Regions from separate parts of the Triticum aestivum genome. Here region 1 is linked to region 2. A link is a contact called in public Hi-C data. All regions are on one chromosome and are shown on one strand. The core of a region is the stretch at or near the end of the contact, and the rest is flanking DNA. Distances in the headings are between cores, read along the strand shown. Region 1 holds the start of LOC123045891 (protein NLP2). Region 2 holds the start of LOC123041583.

Region 1 (3,054 bases), core at 208-2,707, 610 kb after region 2:
ACACGAAGAAGATTTGTGGCACAGAGGTGTGGGAGCATGTAGATTTTTGACCGTCTGATTGCCTCGCGATTTGGAAATTTGCTTGGTCTGTGCATCTCTCATGCTTTTTCTTTTGACTTTCAAATTTGTATCTATTATATCTTTTAAACTGAAATTATAATTTATGTTTCATTTGCATATTTGTGTTCCTTGTGACAAGGGCTTTGAAAGTGGCCAAAGTTCTATTTGTAATTCTAATTTATGGCCGACCCCGAATTCCCCATTCCCAACAGATAACGTGAGGCGGCTCGCTACAATCTACCATCAACGAAACCGATTTTTGCTAGCTAATGGTTAGAACGCCTAGAGCTAGCTAGCTCGCTAGGAGGATTGCCCACGCTAATGCTATATCCTAAATGATTCCCCACCCGAAAATGTTCTCTCCCTGTATACGCTGGCGTCATTCTCTGACTAAACCAACAAGGAACAATAGATATGCTCGTACCTTAAAGTACTTTCCCGGAGGTTCAGTGCGATATTTCTTTGGGAAAAAGGGTCCGGTGGTACGTACGCCACTGATGCTGAGCGTCTTGAGAGCGATTTGTATGCTACTTGCACGGTTTGCGGTCGCATGAAAAACAATGTAATCTCTCCTCCCTTTCATGTTTTCAAATGTTAATTACAAAAAAGTCAAGTGGCAAGAGGAGAGGATGGATTCGTGGGAGTTTTATAGGAGCTCGCTCCGTGGTGTGGTCGGTCAAACTTGCAGTAGGTGGCCGTGGAAGTGCATCTACACGTAACGCTTATCCCCCCCAAAACGGAAATTAAGACAGCAGTATGTTCAATGCCTACAGTCATTTTCCTTTCAAATGCCAAGCTCTTTTTTTTAGCTTATGCATAGTTGCTTTGGACAGTTTGCATACAACCTACATAGTTCGACGTCACTCCAATGGGTTCAAAATAAAAAAAAAATAAGTAAAACCACCAACCCATGATTGAATCCTAGGAGCGACAGGACTCTTTAAAAACAAAATACGACCACAAAACGCTCACAAACATGCGCATGCACCCGTTTCTTATGAAGCTACACACACTATACACCAATATAAATACCTTTGAGATGAAGCCCGCACATCTTCTGTTTGACGGGCTCACTAGTCACCACATGTGTTCGTAATTGAGGGGAAGTTGTCTCCCACCCGAGTAAATATTGCCGAAGAAAACATTGTCCACCGTTGTCGAAAAGGCCTAAATTACATTTAAAAAATATTACAAATACCCCATCAAATCAAATTACAGTAAACTAAAAGCTACTCCCTCCGTCCCATACTGAGGACGGAGGGACTAACTGTTTGAGGTACACTCAATTTGGCAGAAGCGACAGATCTGGCGGCGTCAAGTTTTGCTGCAGCTTAGGAATTCGTTCCGTATCAGTTTGCCATTCTAGCACCATTTCCTGTGCCAAAACAGAGGAAGAGAACCCAAGGCCAGAAAAAATCAGCCCAGCTAATAATTAATCATTTAAAGAGGGCGGCCGTGACCGCGAGCCGGGAAGAATCCGCTGCGGGGAGTAGAAAAACAACTAGCTCAAAGCCAGCGACCGGGCTAGAGAATTTCCAACCTCCAATCCAAGCCTCGCCCTCTTCTCGCCTCGTCTCCCTCCCAGCAAGTAGTAGTAGCCTCCGATTCCCTCCTCCCGCCGCCTCGTCAGATCTGCGCCACCGCGCCGCCTCCCCGTCAATCCGTCGTCCTTATCCCGCCCGCCAGCCGAGGAGTGGCGGCCGCCGCTTGGTTTCTTCCGTCCGGGGCTGGCGCTATCGGCGGCGGAGGCTGCCGGGCCTTTTCCGGACCAGCAAATGGTTCCGGAGCTGGGGCTTGGAGGCTTCCGGTTCGGTGTGGTCTGCTGATTGGGCCCAGCCGGGGTACGGTTGGCTCTGCCGGCTTGAATTGGAGGTTCTGAGCTAGACTGAATTTTGTTTCGTCGGAGGAGCTGATTTGGTGAAGTTGTTTCAGGCGGCGACTGATTCTTGGGGAGTAAGCTTCCGGAACCTGCTTCTTTTGATTGCCTTCGTGCTCAATTTCAGATTATAGAGCGTTTTTGGATGAGACGGATAGATTATAGAGCTTCTGTCTTGTGTGCTAGCTTCTTCATCCGTCAGAAAACAGGACTTCTGCAGCTGCTTCGGTTGCCTTTTCCTCCAAAGGTTTGACCTTTTGAGTTAAGTTATTGTGCCGATGATGAACTGCTGATCTAGGATTCTTGGAGTGTGCTTAGTCACTGTATCAAAAGCAGTCTCCTGTTCAGATTCTGCCTGTTAAATCAGTCCTTGTGTTGCACTACGAAGATTCTGATTTGAAAGGACACACACTGTGCCACCCTTTTTATCTGTCCCCAACACAGTGCACTCTTAATTGTCCCACAGGAGTGGATAAGTATCTGGAACCAATCGAGGCAGCAAAGCCATGGATGTGCCTATGCCTTCACAGTCCAACCGCGCTGGATGCAATGGAAGCGTCGGCAGCCCGTCGGATGATCCATATGGCGTTACAGCCATGATGAACTTTGATGGGTACTCAGAGCTCTGCGGCAGCCCTTCATTAGCTGACCAGCTGTTCTCGTTGCTGAACGATTCGTCCACACACCAGATGTTTGCTATGTGGTCATCCTTGGGATCTTCGCCACGTGCTTCTGGTGTCAGTGAAGATATGCAGCTCGATGCCTATTCCAGTGTACCTGGGGATCAAAAGGTTGATTTGGTATCTTCAGTGAATCCAGCTGAAACTGGGACTGGGAGAATGGCCAAGAGTTCAGGCGACCTTGGCTCAGATGGTGATCCTGAGCAAGGAAGTACTAGTTTGGTTCCGAGGCCTATTGCCGGCAACTTACTCGCTGACAGGATGCTCATGGCTCTGTCTTTGTTCAGGAAGTCACTTGGCGGCGGCGTTCTTGCGCAGGTCTGGATGCCTGTTGAGCAGGAGGGGCATGTCGTGCTTAGTACATGTGAACAGCCGTTTCTGCTTGACCAAGCTCTTGCTGGGTACAGAGAAGTATCCAGGCATTTTGTGTTCTCCGCT
Region 2 (3,238 bases), core at 475-2,974:
AAGTTTGTGGTCAAATTAAATTCGTGTACATTTAAAAAATTCATGAAGATTTTTAATTTCCATCGACGTTTGTCTACTTTCTGATTTTTCTAAATCAAACAATTTCTAATTTTGAGCAATATGGGGTTGGTTGTCCTGTTGGTTATCGAAGCTAACTTCAAATGAGGACGTTGCGGTTCGAATCTCACCCGCGCAGAGTTTTTTTGGAAAACCCTATTGGACTCTCGCTGCAGCAAAGTGTCGGGCGATCGCACAGAGCAGCCAAGCCAGCGACAAAACATGGCCGGCCCACTTCCAAATACACACAGTCTGTCCAAACGGTTCCAGTTTTCTGCTGTTGTTTTGATTCTTTTCTTGTTTTTCCGGCTTTCTATTATTTTTTCTTTTTCGTTTTTTCTGTTTCTGTTTCTTTTTATTTGTCTCTTTCTATTTTTCAAGTTTATTTTCCTTTTTCGAAAAGTGTCCAGAATTTTCAAATTTTTGTTACAAACATATGAAAATGTTTCCTTTGTTCAAATTTTGTTTCAAATGCACAAAATTCGAAAAAGATGAGAATCTCAATAATTGTTTGCGTTTTCAAAATTTCTTCAGAGATTTCAAAATATGTTCGAAGTCGCAAATTTTATTTCTTTTTTCAAAAATTGTTTGGAATCTTACTTTTGTTCTGAAAATTTGTTCGGAATGTTTCTTTTTGTTCTCATTTTTTTCTTCATATTTTGTTCATGTTTTTCGTGTTTTCAAAAGTGTTTAGTTCAAAAATTTGTTCGGAATGTTAATTTTTGTTCTCATTGTCGTCCGTGTTTTAAAAATTGTTCAGAATATTATTTTTGTTCTGAAAATTTGTTCACAATGTTATTTTTTGTTTTCATTTTTTCGAATTTTGTTCTTGTTGTTCGTGTTTTCAAAAGTTTAGAGTTCAAAATTTGTTCGGAATGTTAATTTTTGTTCTCAGTTTTACAAAATTTATTCATTTTTATTGAAAATGCTCCTGTTTTTCAAATTTTGTTCATAAATTTCAAAATTTGTTCGCTCATTGAAAAAAATGTTTGGTAATTCAAAAAATGTTCAACTTTTTAAATTATGTTCCCACACCAAAAATTCCTTTTTTCAGGAAATTTTTCACACTTTTTAGAAAAATATGGGAAATTTAAAAAATCTTCACATGTTTAAATTTTGTTATAAATTAAAAAATGTATGGGAATTACCACAGTGGCTATGGACTAGCTTCCTTGGCGTGAGGAGAAGAGTTCGATTTGTTGCCAACAAATTTCATTTCTATGGAATTTGGTGAACTTGTTTTATTTTCACGGCTGCCTATAGTTCTTTAAGTTTCGCGCTGCAATTCTTACATATTAGCGCGCGTGTCGCAGTGGCTTGCGCATCGCGGGCATCTATAGAAGGTCGTGAGTTTGAATCCTACGTTGTGCATCTCTTTTTTGCTATTTTTCATTCCGCAAGGGCAGCGAATGGGCCGGCCCAGGTGACCCGTCTCCTGTGCGAACCTGCAGCATTTTGCCGCAGTAAGCGGCACATAGGAGGTCTCGAGTTTTTTTGCCCTTTAAAACAGGAAAACGGGATAAATGGGCCGGCCCAGAGTGGAAGGGGGGGAGGGGCGTGCGCCTGTTTGTGGAAAACGAAGTAAGGGGCGCAGAAGGCGCCGAATAAGGTTTGGCCCTGCGCGCGGTCGATGTAAAAGGAATTTGACAATTACAACGTTATGGGCTAGTAGGCCTTTACATACACTGACCTAGCAAGCGCTGCAAAATCTCCGAAGTAATCGCTGCGAAGCCCATAATCTCGTCACGTCAACCAAATCCAATCCACCAAAGATGGGCCTGAGCCCCTCGAAGCGCGTGGACGCGGCGCTCCGGCGGGCGCCGGCGTTCGCCGCCGCCTGCGAGGCCGCCTTCGACCGCTGCCTCGCCGATGCCCAGCACGCCTTCTCCGGCGTCCGCCCCTACCAGCTCGCGGACGCGTCCGCGCACCTCCACTCGGCCCTCCGGGGCTCCCTCCCTATCGTCCGCCGCTGGGTGCCCTCGCCGCCGGCGCGCGTGCGCGTAGACTCTGCGCTGCGCGCCTCTGGCTTGGAAGGCGCCGGCGAGCTCTCGCGGGATCAGTTCGGGGAGTTCGCGGCCGAGCTGTTCAGGGAGGCCGTGCTCGCCGGCGCGGCCGAGGCGGCGCTCGTCCGTGCCCCGGCCGGCGCGGCCGGGATCCTCGGGGTGGCCATCGTGTCCCGCGCAGGCGCCGGGGCAGCTGGGAAGTTGGTCGCTCTTTACACCGCCGGCGTCGCCGCCGCTGTTTACCTCAGCTTGGGCTAGACCTCTGTTAAGTTGTAAATCTGCACAATAAACTGCTTGTACTACTCCGATGTAATCTGAAGAGATGTTTCTTGCGTAGTATTGCCAGTATAAATACAAAGAGTGATTAGCAACAACAGGAGAGCCTAGGCTTGAAGGGAGGCGATCAAGGTTTCAAGTAGGGTTTGGTTTTCAGGTTTAGCCCTGAACTTCAGAATCTCCAGGTCTGAAGTGAGTGCCACCCTATCAAAGTGACGTCTGTTTCTCTGCTTCCATATGTTCCAGGCCGCCAGGATCGCAACTTCTTTGAACATGGCCTGATGCCAGCCTTCTAGTCGCCATAGCCATCACTCCTGCAGTGTATACCTCTGGAGGTGTCCCCATGAATATTCAAGATCCCCCAGCATGAAGCACTGAACTCACATTCGAAGAATAAGTGAGTGTTAGTTTCAACAGGTTAGTTGGAGCGTAGCAAGCATGAGTGATCATCACCAATGCTGAAGTGCCTCCTGCAGAGAAGATTCCTTGTGTTCTTGCGCTTCATCACACACTTGGATTTCCAGATGGCAGAGACGTGTGTCGGAGGGTTTAGATTTCTGAAGAAAAAATTGTAGAATTTGTTTGGCTTGAAATTGACATCCCCCCCAACAGAGAATCCATTCATCAGCCCTTAGAGGATAAAGAGAGATATTGCTTAGCTTTTCGGTCACCGCCTCCAGTTTTTGTCTAGCTTGAATAGACAGTGGCAATTGAAATTCTGATCAGGTTCAGGGTTAACCATGAACAGGGCCAAAGAAATGTCTTCTTCTCTGGCAAACCAAAAGAGACAACGATATGAGTCTTGCATTAGTCCATGGGTGTCCCACAGATATTTCCAGAGAAGGACCCAGGCACGCAGGTGGTAATTCCTCCGTAAACGTCCATCGAGGAGAAGATGTCGC

The links. A called contact is a pair of places that touch in the nucleus more often than the background predicts.
Region 1: a Hi-C map of leaf shows a contact between it and region 2, with 5 times the contacts expected there. The contact joins the promoter of LOC123045891 here to the promoter of LOC123041583 in region 2. A contact is called at or near these places in 2 of 5 Hi-C or Micro-C datasets (both in leaf).

Annotation. Positions count from the first base shown.
Region 1 is chr2B:536,212,570-536,215,623 of IWGSC CS RefSeq v2.1, forward strand. It overlaps LOC123045891 (protein NLP2), which reads left to right and starts at 1,458. Exons shown (of 7, transcript XM_044469126.1): 1 at 1,458-1,901; 2 at 1,993-2,183; 3 at 2,403-3,054. The coding sequence starts at 2,443.
Region 2 is chr2B:535,599,644-535,602,881 of IWGSC CS RefSeq v2.1, forward strand. It overlaps LOC123041583, which reads left to right and starts at 1,725. Exons shown (of 1, transcript XM_044464178.1): 1 at 1,725-2,568. The coding sequence starts at 1,830. The coding sequence ends at 2,318.